Linked DNA regions of Triticum aestivum: region 1 is linked to region 2. The links are chromatin contacts, called in public Hi-C maps. All regions are on one chromosome and are shown on one strand. Each heading gives the region's core, a stretch centred on a gene start, on an enhancer-like site or on the middle of the called end of the contact. The rest is flanking DNA. Distances are from core to core; before and after follow the strand shown.

The links. A called contact is a pair of places that touch in the nucleus more often than the background predicts.
Region 1: a contact with region 2 is called in a Hi-C map of leaf, with 4 times the contacts expected there. The contact joins the promoter of LOC123147878 here to the promoter of LOC123147877 in region 2. A contact is called at or near these places in 2 of 5 Hi-C or Micro-C datasets (both in leaf).

Annotation. Positions count from the first base shown.
Region 1 is chr7A:509,539,846-509,547,324 of IWGSC CS RefSeq v2.1, forward strand. LOC123147878 reads left to right here and starts at 1,862. Exons shown (of 7, transcript XR_006473533.1): 1 at 1,862-2,347; 2 at 3,033-3,111; 3 at 3,216-3,258; 4 at 3,348-3,405; 5 at 3,730-3,855; 6 at 4,025-4,526; 7 at 5,320-5,662.
Region 2 is chr7A:509,176,174-509,182,783 of IWGSC CS RefSeq v2.1, forward strand. LOC123147877 (ubiquitin-conjugating enzyme E2 28) reads right to left here and starts at 3,881. Exons shown (of 4, transcript XM_044567195.1): 1 at 3,575-3,881; 2 at 2,353-2,480; 3 at 1,549-1,653; 4 at 982-1,357. The coding sequence starts at 3,644. The coding sequence ends at 1,214.

The sequences.
Region 1 (7,479 bases), core at 612-3,111, 360 kb after region 2:
TAGCAAATAAAACCAGAATAACTCTTATTTGATTTATTTATTAAATCCTCAATATTTCTTTATTTTGAGAAAGTCATTTTATTCCCGCTCTCATATTTTTGTAATAGAAATAATTGAAGATAAAATAAATAAAATCAAATGATCCTATTTTCAAAATTTGAGACAACTCAAATATGAAAATAACGAAATCCCCAATTCTCTCCGAGGGTCCTTGAGTTGCGTGAAATTTCTAGGATCAACCAAAATGCGATAAATATGATATGCAATGATGCCTAGTGTATAACATTTCAAATTGAAAATTTGGGATGTTACAAACCTACCCCCTTAAGATGAATCTCGCCCTCGAGATTCGGTTTGGCTAGAAAATAGGTGAGGGTGGTCCTTCAGCAATTCTTCCTCTCACTCCCTGGTGGCTTCATCCTCCGTGTGGTGGCTCCACTGAATCTTGCAAAACTTGATAACTTTGCTGCGCGTGACTCGACTGGCGTACTCTAGAATCTTAACTGGTTTCTCCTCATAGGTCAAATCACTGTCCAACTGAAATGCTTCCAATGGTACCGTATCTCTCAACGGTATTTCAGCCATCTCTGCGTGACACTTCTTCAGCTGGGAAACGTGGAACACGTCATGAACTCCTGACAATCCTTCGGGCAATTCCAATTTGTAGGCCACTTCTCCCATACGCTCCAAAACATTGTATGGTCCTACAAAACGTGGTGCTAACTTTCCCTTAACTCCAAAGCGCTTAACTCCTCGAAGTGGTGATACTCGAAGATAAACTCGGTCTCCGACTTCGTAAACTGTCTCCTTGCGTTTAGAATCTGCATAACTCTTCTGCCTGGACTGAGCTACCTTGAGCCTATCGCGAATCAATTTCACTTTCTGTTCAGACTCCTTTATCAGATCCGGTCCAAACAACTGGCGGTCTCCAACTTCATCCCAAGACAATGGGATCCTGCACCTCCTTCTGTACAAGGCTTCGAAAGGGGTCATCTTCAAACTGGATTGATAGTTGTTGTTGTAAGAGAACTCTGCATACGGCAAATTCTCGTCCCAACTAGATCTGTAATCTAGCGCACAAGCTCTCAGCATATCCTCCAAAATCTGATTGACTCTCTCGGTGTGTCCATCTGCCTGCGGATGGAAGGCTGTGCTAAACTCCAGTCTGGTTCCCAAAGTTTCATGCAACTAATTCTAGAACTTTGAGGTAAATTGGGTTCCTCTATCTGATACAATGCTCCTTGGAACTCCATGCAGATATACAATCCTGGTCATGTATATCTTTGCCAACTTTGCACTGGTATAGGTAGTCTTCACGGGAATGAAATGAGCTACCTTTGTCAAACGATCGACTACAACCCATATCGAGTCGTAGCCTGAACGTGTTCGGGGTAATCCGGTAATAAAGTCCATGCCTAGCTTATCCCACTTCCATTCGGGTATCGGCAATGGTTGTAGCAATCCCGCTGGCTTCTGATGCTCTGCCTTTACTCTCTAACATACATCACAAACCACTACACCATAACACTTAATTGGGGGCAATTAACTGCCGGTAGAAATAGCTGATCAAGGTCAAATAAACTGCCGGGACATTTTGTACTACCGGTACAACTACCTAAGGGCATTTTAACTGCCGGTAAAACCGAAGAAACAAGGGCAATAAGACTGCCGGTAATAATGAGGGTGCAACATTTGCCGGGAGAACTACGACACGGCATGCTATCTGCCGGGGGACCATCTCTGGCGCGGGACCAAATATTTTTTTTTGAGTGGGATGGCACGGGACCAAAACAGAGTTGGGCCTAAAGCGCGCGCCAACAAGAGCACAAAAGCGAGCGAGACTTTTGGCCTGAAAAAATATAGACGCGTCGTGTCCCTCATCCAGAGACTTCGATCCAGTTCATCCCCAAATCGATCCAGACCGCATACGCCGCGAACCCTAGCCACAACCCCACCGCCGCTACCGCGCCCTCCACCACACCACCGCTGCCCCGCCTGCCCCAACCACTCCCCGCTGCTGCTGCAGACTCCGCCCTCCACACCCCACCGCTGCAGACTGCTGCCGCGGTCGACCCCACATCACAGCGCCGTCGAGGACACGGACGACACCACCAGCGCCGGCCTTCCACGTCGCGGAGCCACTCCACTGGCGACCACCCCCCTTCTCCGCGAGCTTGGTCCACACCGAGCAGGCCTTCTCCAAAGCATTGAGCGGGGCTGCCTCCTCTACGTCATCTCCCCCGAGCAGCGGAGCGTCCTCCCTCCCGCGAGCGGCTCTGTCTCCTCAGTACCCTTCCCCTAGGCAGCCACGTCATGTATTTCCTTTCACCAGTGTCCTCTTCAATAGGTGAGATTTCAACTCTTGTCTCTTTTAACATCTGAATGTGCAGCTACACATGTATGTAATCTCGAACAGTAGCACTTAACTATTCTAGCAGTTAGAACAAATCATCGTTTTTAATTATGATCTGATAATGACGAAAAAACCATGATCCAAACATCTTCAAAGGTTATTTGCATTGTTTGCAAACGGAACTTGAAAATAAAGATAGATGAACACTAGTACTATTAGTAGCCCTTCAGATCGAAGGATGGGGAAGTATGGTGATTAACAATGCATACCTTAATTAGACTCGTTGAAACCTAACTAAGTTGTTTAATCGAGGTTTCTAGTTTATTTGAATTTGAGATGAAAGAAAGCTATTTTTTTACGTCTTCAGCCCACTTGTTTAGTCCACCTAGCTAAGTTGTTTAGTTGATGCCCCAAAGTAGTAGCATCTTTGCTTGTGTTTTGTAAAATACGATATGTGGACAAACTAGGTGCTACACTTTTATGATATAGATGATGACATTCTTACTGCTATTTTGGTTTTTGTATATTCTGAATGATATGCTTCAGTTCATTATATGGTTGTGTGATGGCATTCCTTCTCCGTATTGTATTTCTTGTTGCCTGTAATAGATAAAGATGATATGCATTTTGTTACTAGATTTTTTTCCTTAATAAAAGTATACTTTGTTTCGCATGTTAGGCTATTTGGGTGAAATTGGTCAAGAATGGACAAGAGTTGGATGGATAAAGCTAGAAATACACAAGCATATATTGACGGGGTAAAGAAATTCATAGATTTTGCTTTTACTCATTCAGCAAGAGGGAACACTATATCATGTCCGTGTAGAAATTACCTCATGGTGCTGGAACATGACCACCACAGGGCAAGCTCAAGGGCGATGTATCTCATAGCCATACACAACCATGTGAGCTTTTGTTCTTATGATTGAATTTACCAATGACTATCATGGAGTCATGGTTGATTGCTTAAAAAGCTTTCCTTCTATGTGTGCAGTTGGAAGTGGAGAAGTCCATGGCAAAAGCAGTAATGCGACCACAAGCAAGCTGAGGAGGTAATATACATGTTTCCCTCCACTCTGTACATTAATGAAGTTTACAAAATGAGCATTTGCATGTGCACGAAATCTTCCATGGCATTCCTGTAGACTCTTTACAAATGTTTAACTCAATGCATTTTTTTGTTCTATCTGAGCATGTTCTGCCTATTTGCACATGAAAGATTTTTGACTTGGAGCTAGAATGCAGTGCTAGACTCTACTATGTACAGTACAATATTTCAGTCTGCACCCTTGATTTGGTCCTTCGATTTGTATGTTCTGTTGTGTAATTGGTCCTCCTCTCATTCTCACAGCATGCCTCCTATTCGTCCTCCGCAGCAGGCAGTGTTGTGTCGACTACGTCTGGATAGCAACTCATCTCCATCCTCGCCCCAAGCAGTGTCGCCTCACCTCTACTTCCTCGCCTAAGCGGTACCGCCTATGGTCTCCGCTTCACCGCCAATGGTGAGATTTCTTTGTTATTTTTGTCATTTAGCCATTAGTAATCTTGTAATGGGCATTGATATAGTGTTGAAATTTTCTTGGTTACTCAGCTATTTCAGATGTAAAAATGATGTTATATAGGGTTGAAATTGTGCGATTATTCTCAGGTGTTTGTTTTTGTTTCTTGAAGTCTGATTTACTCAGCAAGGAAGGGATGTGATACTGTATAATGTTTATCAGGAGCATGGTAGCCCAGTGGCAAAAGCTTCTATGTATGCAGTTGGAAGTGGATAAGTGTCAGGCTCTTCCTACAGGATGTCTACTAGTTCAGTTCTAGTCATAAACAAAGGTGATAGTTGCTTGTACTTTGCTCAGTTACTTTGATGTCAACATTTGAGTTCTACATAATATAGTTTTTTTTTAAAAAAAAAAAACTATATTATGTAGAATGATAGATTTTCCTTCCATATCATGTATAATTGATCCATTTCTTTCCATAACTATATCATGTATAATGATTGATTTCTGTTTGTAGCAATGCGACCACAAGCAAGCTTATAAGATGCATTGATTTCTGTTCTTTGTAGCCACCAGCCATCTATGATCAAAGGCCACATATTCTGCTTTAAATTGTTTATCAAGTTTTGAGTTGCTAACCACATATGCCACGTGGTTACATGCTCTGTCTTTAGGTAACACTCCCTCTGTTTATGCAGTTATGCTTTATCTGATTGGTTCAAAATAATTTGTATTGGCAATAACTCTCGGGTTTTTAATATAGTATTTTTCTGTTAGTTTTCCATATCTCAAAAATAGGGCAACATGATTTGTTATTATGTGCCGCTCTTCAAAATTTGCGGGAGATTCTTTTTTGTGAATCTGGGTCTGTCTAGGACACATCTAGATGTGACATAGTTATGTCACATCTAAGCCGATGTCCACTCTGTTTGTGGTCCATTTTTTTCCTAGTTTTTTTGTTTCTTGTTGTTGCATTATATATTTGCGGGAGCTTAGATGTGACATGCTTAAAAAACATCTAGATGTGAATAAGACAAACTGAATCTCAAAGGATACACTAGCTATTGTCTACTGGTACTAGATATGACATTTGGCCTGCTTTCCTGAATTAGTTGAGATATGGTAATATTTATCTGCTTTAGTTCAGATAAAGATGTGTTTCATGGGTTCTCTCACCTACTCATATCCAGGTTCCAGGTCCTATTTCATTACCTTAGAGTACTACTTGGCCAGCTAATGCATATCCTAGCCTCTAGTATGTAAACAATACTTGAGCTAATTGAGGAAGGCCTCTTGAGTAATATGGTTGATCTAATTATGTAATAATGATTGCTTGCTATGATGAAGTGTTACACATTTAGAAGATTTTTATTTATGTCGATGAGTTAAACTGCAGCACATCAAAATCTTCAATGTGTTAATTTAAAATCAAATGAGAGCTCCATTTGAGTTTCTGTTCTGTTGCAGGCTTCCCAAGGGTACATAAGTTGATGGAGTTGTGGAAGATCTGCAAGCTGCTGGAGGTTTGGAAGACCTACAGTTAATTTGGTCAAGTGATATATGCCTCGTTTGCTGAACCCAGAGACATTGGCAAGTTTTCCTATGCTTATTTGGTGGTTGTTTTGGTACACAAGCCATTATGTGCTCATTTTGGTTGTGTGACGCATATAAAAACATATGTACTGAACCTTTTGTAGCACGAGCTCCTTGTATATGGTCGTTTCATACATGTATCTAGAAACATGTGTATTTGGTCTGGCATGTGTAATTGAATGAAGTTTAAGGTTGATTGAAGTGTATGTATGTGCAAGTTGTGTGATCTTTCCTGATTGCCCGAGGACAATGAATGGATATTAAATCAGGTATAAGTTGCTCGATGGATGGATAATAAATTAGGTATACATTGCCTAGAACGGTTTGCTAGTGAAACATGATGTGAGGCATATTAACTGCCGGGTGAACATGTTTTTGCCGGCAGTTCCACTGCCGGTAAGTGTTTGTTCTGAAGCCATGGCCAATCTGCCGGGAGAAAACAAACTGCCGGCGTATTCACGGGTCGCGGCAGATAAACTGCCGGGAATAGTTTATCTGCTGGGAGAAGTAATCCCCGGCAGCCGTTCTTGTGGCAGTTCTATCTGCCGGGAGAAACACCATCCCGACAGTTTATCTGCCCTCTTAAGGGCTTTCTCCTGACAGATTGTATGTCATTACATCAGTGTTGTGGTTTAGTGAACTGCTACATATTCTGCAGTATCCTTCTTCATTTCGGTCCACCAGAATATATCCTTCAAATCCAAATACATCTTGGTATTTCCTGGGTGAATCGAATAGGTGAATCATGGGCCTCCTGTAAGATTAACTTCCTGATCTCCGAATCATTTGGTACATAGATACGGTCTTTAAACCATAAGGTATCGTGCTCATCCTCGCGAAATCCCTTAACTTTTCCTTTGCTCATTTTCTCCTTAATAGAAGCAATCTCCTTGTCAGTCTTTTGGGCTTCTCTGATCTTATCCATCGACGTAGACTGAATCTTCAATGCTGCTACATAGCCTTTCGGGACTATTTCCAAGCATAGCTCTCAAAGATTTTCGGCTAACTCCCTTGGTAAATCTCCCGCCATTAGGGTGTTGACATGGCTCTTACGGCTTAACGCGTCAGCTACTACATTAGCCTTGCCGGGGTGATAATGCAATTTCATATCATAGTCCATGATGAGCTCCAACCATCTCCTTTGTCTGAGGTTCAACTCCTTTTGGGTGAAAATATACTTCAAACTCTTGTGATCCGTGTACACCTCGCAATGGATTCCAATCAGAAAATGTCTCCAAGTCTTCAATGCATGCACTACGGCTGCTAACTCCAAATCATGCGTAGCATAATTCAACTCATGAGGCTTAAGCTGTCGTGAGGCATATGAAACAACTCTTCCTTCCTGCATAAGAACTGCTCCAAGTCCTCGACGTGAAGCGTCACAATACACCTCATAATCTTTGGTCTGATCCGGTAAAATCAACACTGGTGAGGTAACCAAATGTTTCTTCAACTCCTGAAAACTAGCTTCACATTCCTCAGTCCATATGAACTTGGTGTCCTTCTTCAACAACTCCGTCATAGGCTTCGCAATCTTTGAGAAATTCTCAATAAACCTTCGGTAGTATCCTGCGAGTCCAAGAAAACTCCGGATCTCTCCAACCGTGGTTGGTGCTTCCCACTTGGTCACGGTATCAACTTTAGTGGGATCTACCGCTATACCTTCTCCGGATATAACGTGTCCGAGAAATCCAACTTCCTTCAACCAAAACTCACATTTGCTAAACTTGGCATATAGTTGACGTTCTCTGAGTTTACCAAGCACCAAACGCAAATGCTCCTTATGCTCCTCTTCATTCTTCGAGTAAATCAGGATATCATCAATGAACACTACGACGAACTTATCCAAGAACTCCATAAACACTTTTTTCATCATGTTCATAAAATATGCAGGTGCGTTAGTTAGACCAAATGACATAACGGTATACTCGTACAGCCCATACCTGGTGGTAAAAGCCGTCTTGGGTATATCTTGTTCTCGAATCTTCAACTGGTGGTATCCTGATCGCAGATCGATCTTGGAAAATACCTTAG
Region 2 (6,610 bases), core at 2,631-5,130:
GGCAACTCTATCTGTTTTGGTTAACTATAGTTGACATGTCTAATTTATGGTAGTTGTCGCGTGTAATCAAACCGTAGTTGCCGTGTGTGATTAATTACTTGCCACATATGGTCAAAACAGTAGTTACCATGTGTGTTTACCTAGTTGTCACGTGTGGTCCAACCATAGTTGCCATGTATTGTTAATCACAGTGTCCATGTATGTTTATCTGGTTGCCACGTACGCGCAACTGCAGTTGCCGTGTAGCAAAGAATCACAGTTGCCATGTGTGTGTACCGAGTTGCCACGTTCACGTAACTGCAGTTGCCGTGTAGCAAAGAATCACAGTTGCTATGTGTGTGTACCGAGTTGCCACGTTCGCGTAACTGCAGTTGCCGTGTAGTAAAGAATCACAGTTGCCATGTGTGTGTACCGAGTTGCCACGTTCGCGTAAGTGCAGTTGCCATCCACAAGGTAGAAGTGTCGTGTGGGCGAAAAACAGTTCGCCCACACGCGCATGACCTAGGTGGTGGCTGTGTGGGCGAAAAGCAGTTCGCCCACACAACGCAGCTGGCAAACAGCGTGGTGCGGGCGTGTGGGCAAAATCTCCAACGCCCACACACCAGCCCCGTCCTACGTGGCACACCAAATCCACCTTTTCATGTCAAGATTCGTGCAAAAGACAGTGAACGGCGATCCGGACGTGTGGGCGAGTTGGGTAACGCCCACATGTGTGGGCGTTAGTGTTTTCGTAAAATAAGCCTAATGTTTGGATACTTTAGGGCTATTTGAGCCCAAACTAGCTGAAACTAACTCTAACCCATAGATCCAAACAGGGCCATCATAGCAAAAAACCAACAAAGTGATGTCAGGCAATTTTACGTATGTTTTAGATTTTTACATCTAACAATAAGTCATTTTAAGCTTCATCAGCAACAAATGCAAGAGTAGCATTCACAACATCCAGTAAATAAGGGGGAAAAGACGAGGACACCAATCAGGTCAAGCAACGGAACAACTTTAGTTTCAGTTCCCATCTCTATTAATTTGTTGGATGGGTGCACCCATAGACCCATAGAGGCCTTCTGCCATCACTTCACAATATGACACTTGAATTCAGTCAGGTAGGTGGACAGTACAATCCCATATAGCAGCAGCAGAACAGGAACAAAGATACATTAGGTGTAACAAGCGAAGATGGCTCCAACATCATCCTCCACCTAGGCTCACAAGGTCAGCCCATTGCATACTTCTGGGTCCAGCTCCTCGCTGTGGACTCATACTTCGCACGATCACTCTTGTACATGTGTGCAATCTCCGGAACCAACGGGTCGTCGGGGTTCGGGTCTGTTAGTAGAGAGCAGATTGAAAGGAGCACCTGGAAATAGGGGCTTGTCAGGTAAACGTGCAACTGGAGAACAAATGCTGCAAGGTGGGCGTTTAACTTTGACATGCTTTGTCTAAGCTATAAGAATTAAAACTGCTGGAGCTCCAGCTCAATGACAGGTATCGCTCTTGGTTGGCATGACCAGGTTTGTTACAAAACCATGAAAAGAAGAATCACGTCACCTTTGAAACTGTCAATGCAGGGCTCCATTGTTCCTTCAAGATATCAAGGCAGATGCTCCCATTGCTGTTGATATTTGGGTGGAAAACCTTTGTTTTAAATGCAACCTGCAAAATTATTTCCATAAGAATTTAGCTAGATGGCTTTGGAGCTCAAGATAAGTATTCCAGATTTACATGAATTGTTAAAAGAAATTTGGCAAGCTTAATACTCCAGTTAGACCATTGCTACTGCACAAATACTTTATCCTGACAAAGAACATTAACATGGAACAGAAAAACAACATAAGTGACAAGCAGGAGAGGTATTCATGGTTATGTAACATGCATCTGAATTCCCATTCTAGAGCAGTTATGTCCTAGCTGGCAGCTTCTCTAATGATCTCAATAAATAAATTAGATCATCACCATTATGGAATAATCATCCACAGTACAAGCCAAGGCCTTGAATTGTGACAAGACTAATTAAGCATGCATTGACAAAAATTTGGCAAGCTTAATACTCCAGTTAGTACTATGTTTTGGTATACAGGTCCAGTAAGATGCAAACAGAAAAGGGAGGTGCTAAAAGATGAACCATTCATCTGTCTCTGGCCTAAGCAACTTTACATTTTACCAGGCTGACAGACTAATTAAGCATGCATTGGCAAATATGAGGGGAATTTCTGCACGACGCTGGCAAGGAAGTTTCTTATATCAGGGCTTTGGGAAAGCTCAGAGAGGTACAGAATTGAGAAGGCACTCTTGTATCCTCCTAGGAATGATTTCAGAACATTGCATGCACTGGAAGTGATATTGACTACATACCTTCGGTGGTTTGAATGGGTAGTCTGGGGGGAAGTGAATAGTAACCAAAAATACACCACCAGCATATGGGCTTTCCGATGGGCCCATGATCGTTGCTTGCCAGTGGAACATATCTTCTGCCACAGGGCCTGTTCAGTGAAACCATATGTTTTAGTCACTCATTGGAGCCTCAATTTGAATTGCCATAATGTGATACTTCAAAAAAAAGCATGGTAACAACACATTATTACTAGCAATAGCAGACTACCACAGAAGTACTTCCCAGGTTAGAATGTTTTAAGAATATTCAGGGGTACCCCACGCATTCACGCAAGAACTATTTACTACAGATAGCCCCAATGTTTATGTTTTCATTCCATCAAGATGTAATGATGTAATGATTGACTACTTGTGCAAGATGGTAACTACTATGTTAAACCAGAAGTCCAGATGCTGTAAGAATGAGTAACTGTCGATCATATCAGGAAGTCCTCATCATTTTTAGTGTCTATGCAGCTAGAAGAAATTTTGCCAACAAATCGGTAGCCAAGTATGATACTTCGATAACAGTACGGTAACAACACATTATCTTAGCAAACTACCACGGAAGTACTTCCAAGGTTAAGACGTTCAGGAATGCTTGACTACAACCATGCGTATTCATGGGTGCCCCACAGGCTAACATGTTATGGAATGCTGGACTAAAACTTTTCATATTAATGGGTACCCCACGCATCCACGTCCAAGCATATGTAAAAATGTAATTACTGATTACGTGTTCAAAAGGGGGAAGTACTATGTTAAACCGGGAGCACAGATACGAAAGAAATGAAGGCGAGCATGACTATTTGCAGTAGGTGTTTGGTCCATTGCCACAGTTTTTCTTGCAGGAACAGTACAACTACCATTTTATGTGTGCCAGTAGGCTAACTGTATCGGCTCAGGATGACCAGCGACCAGTTGGTCCACAACGGTTTGCCCTCCCTTTGAGATCCTTACTGGTTACCGCAATTTCTCCCGGCTATACACAGAAATTTCCAAAAGCGCTCGATTCCCCGGGACTACAGTTCTAGCAAATAAGTAGATCCTCTCAATTAATCGACATACATATATCTAGCAACGAGGCCACGGAAACGACAAATCATCACACATGCATCTGTCACCGAGGGATCTTCCATGAAAGTGGCAGTAAATAGGTAGAGCTAGCTGGCAATAAATAAGTAGATCTGGCGGCGAAAATTACCGGCGCTGCAGGAGGTGGGGGGATCCCTCTGCAGGTCCTTGAGCTCCTTGAGGATCCGCTTGGACGCCATGGGGACGGAGACGGGGCCGGGGCCGGCCGGCTAATCAGGCAGCGGAGCTGGCTCCGATTCCAATCGAAATCGAGAGGAGGGAGGAAGTGGGGCGGAGTGGGGAATAGATCGACGGGGAGCGCGTATAAGTAGTCGGGGAGGGGTGGCGTGCGTAGAGGGGAGGAGATTGGGTTGGGTTGGGGCGGAGGATGGTCACGGCACGCAGGGCGGTCTCCGGAAGCTTCCGGCCTGGGTGGAGCACGCGGTATTGCGTACTGGCGGCCAGGCCGCACTGCTGGCTACGGTGGCCGGGTGCGCGGTCGGTCGCGTTAGACGGACGCGGGGAGGGTGCGGGGAAACGGGTCGGCGACGCGTTTGGTTCTCCTTCTTTTCTCTTGCTTTTCCCCTGGGACCGGCCTCTTTTTTTCTTGCTCTAGCAATGGGTAGGCTATGGGTGGAAACAACTCTCTTCTGCCCAACGTTGCCACAGGCCAACAAATGAACTTGTAAATAATGCTTATTTTTCTCCTCACAAATGAGCACATTGCATGCGATGTTCAACCAAAACACAAATACAAGCATCTTCTTCTCTATATTCTTAGAAACACCACACAACCCTCTAGCCGCTCTTTCTCGTTGAACATGTCGTCCATCACCTTCTCTCGTCATTCACCTCTAAATCTATTGCCCATTGAATCTGCATGTAGCTTCCATGTCATTGTTGAATGCCCTGTCACGTCACTTTCTTTCCGATCTATTCCTAATCCGAGGAACCTAAATCTAGTTGATTGCTCGTGTGTTGCCATGGAATCATAAGCTTATCTATTGAAACATATATCAAAATATCATTATATGTAGTGTGCACATCACATGCTTATGACTATGTTGTGACAAATAGCTCTTGTCTATCTCTCGCTTTCCTCTAAACTAGTGGTTGGGGCGCCACCTGGTGACGCCTCTTGAGACGGGATTGTGCGCGTTAATCAAGTTACCATATTTGTTAATGTAACTATGACAATAGGCTTAGTTTAGGCAAAAAGACAGACAACCTAAATGATACATCAATAATTAAAGTACATGTAAACTTTCAATTGGCAAACATAGTAAATCTAATTTTAGCGTGGGAAACCTAGAAAGACAGTATGAGCACATTGACATATATCAGAAATAAACTCACAACGGATATCCGTCTCGCATCTTAATACCAGTGTTACAAAATCATATGTTCATATGAGGAGAAGCAAACTTAAGGATTTGTCACTACTTGATTGTGGATACTATATTCATCTACAAACAGGTAACATGCAACAGCTGACCATTGGACTGAGAAAGAGTAGTTTCAGTGTGATTAACCATGCTCGATCATGTTCATTGCTGGACATAAATGATACAACATGTACATGTGATCTTCAGGTTGCTTCGATGTGCAAGACAAAAGGAACTGGCCATCTTCTAAAGAGATGTTTAGTTAGTGTGGCACCATTCAGTCCTGGATCAAGATGGAGCAGCAAGCAAGTACAACAAGATAAATTGTCAATGTTCTGATGTGCGAGCAATGGGATCAAGCTGAGGAGACAAGCTGTCTAATTGGCCGACACCGACCGTGAGCTCACCCAGCCAAGCCCATGTGCAGAGGGCCAGCAGTCAGTCTAAGCCATAAGGCCAAAGAGCTATATAGAGCCCTTACCTCGAGTGGAGCAATGAAGAAGCAAGTAAAAATAAGGAAGAGGGGATAGGGGAAATGTAATACGGTTTTGTTATAGCAAGATCATCAGATCATGGGTGAATCGATCGATCATCAATAAGTTCTTATCGGACGACGGAAAGCGTTGTAAATGATATGAAAATAACTAAAAAAGTTAACTAAATCAAAGCATCCGAAGGACAACCGATTTGGAAAACAAATCTCATGGCAAATGATATGAAAATAACTAAACAAAGGCAATTCAACAGATGTACTGAAACAAATGGGATGGACGTATCCAGGTACTTTACAGTATCAATTGTGAAAAATCCAAATCCACGAGGCCTCCTGATATGCATATCCCTCATAATAACAAATCAGTTATAGCTCTAATTTTTTAAAATGCTGGTGAATGGCATCAGTAACAAGTCCCTATTTTTGAAGATGCTTGGTGAATTTATTTGCACACAAAGATCCATTTTTAGATAAAGCTATGTACATAAAGAAATGGGGCATGAGAAGGCTAGCCTAGAGAAGTGCATTCCACATGCAAGTATTCATAGAACATGTACCTGGACAACTATGTAGATAAAGGTATATTCTTGTGTAATGATGAAGTTGAATCCTAACCCAATTGACAATTAACCGGAGACACCTTGATGTCAAGGTGGTAGCGACAGCAGCACCTATAGGAAGAACACATAAGGATCATACATCAATTGAAAAAATTATTTAGCGAACAGTAAAGAACAGGGTGATAGCAACAACAACACCTACAGGAAGAACACATATACGGGAAAAATGAAGCAAGGGATAATACGTTTCCACTCTCACACATGGTTTGAGCAAAATTTGTGAGCAAGGATGGGGGTTCGAAACAAATAGATTGGCCAGATTCGACCTCACCATCTCTTCTTGCTTGGCGTTGGCAGCGCGTGAGACGAAGTGGATGTCCATGTAGATGAGGAGTGAAGAAATGCTTTTCCCCAGCAAATTGTCATGTTAAGATGCAGTGAAATAACTTTAGGAGGATCATACTCCTACTCTCAGCATGTTAAGATATGCCGAAATATCTAACAACAATGGTACAAACAAAAAAGTTTAAAGGGTAGACTTGTTGTTGTCTTCCAATTTCCAAAATCAGAGAACTACAACAACACAATCGGTATAATTGACAAATACTCAAACAATTAGTAGCTCCAATCTAGAAGATGAAGAAGAAAGGCAAAGGTACAACAACTACCTGAGGTAACCAGTCTTGTGTAAACCAAAATTCAGCATCGAACAAGGCATGTGAAACTAT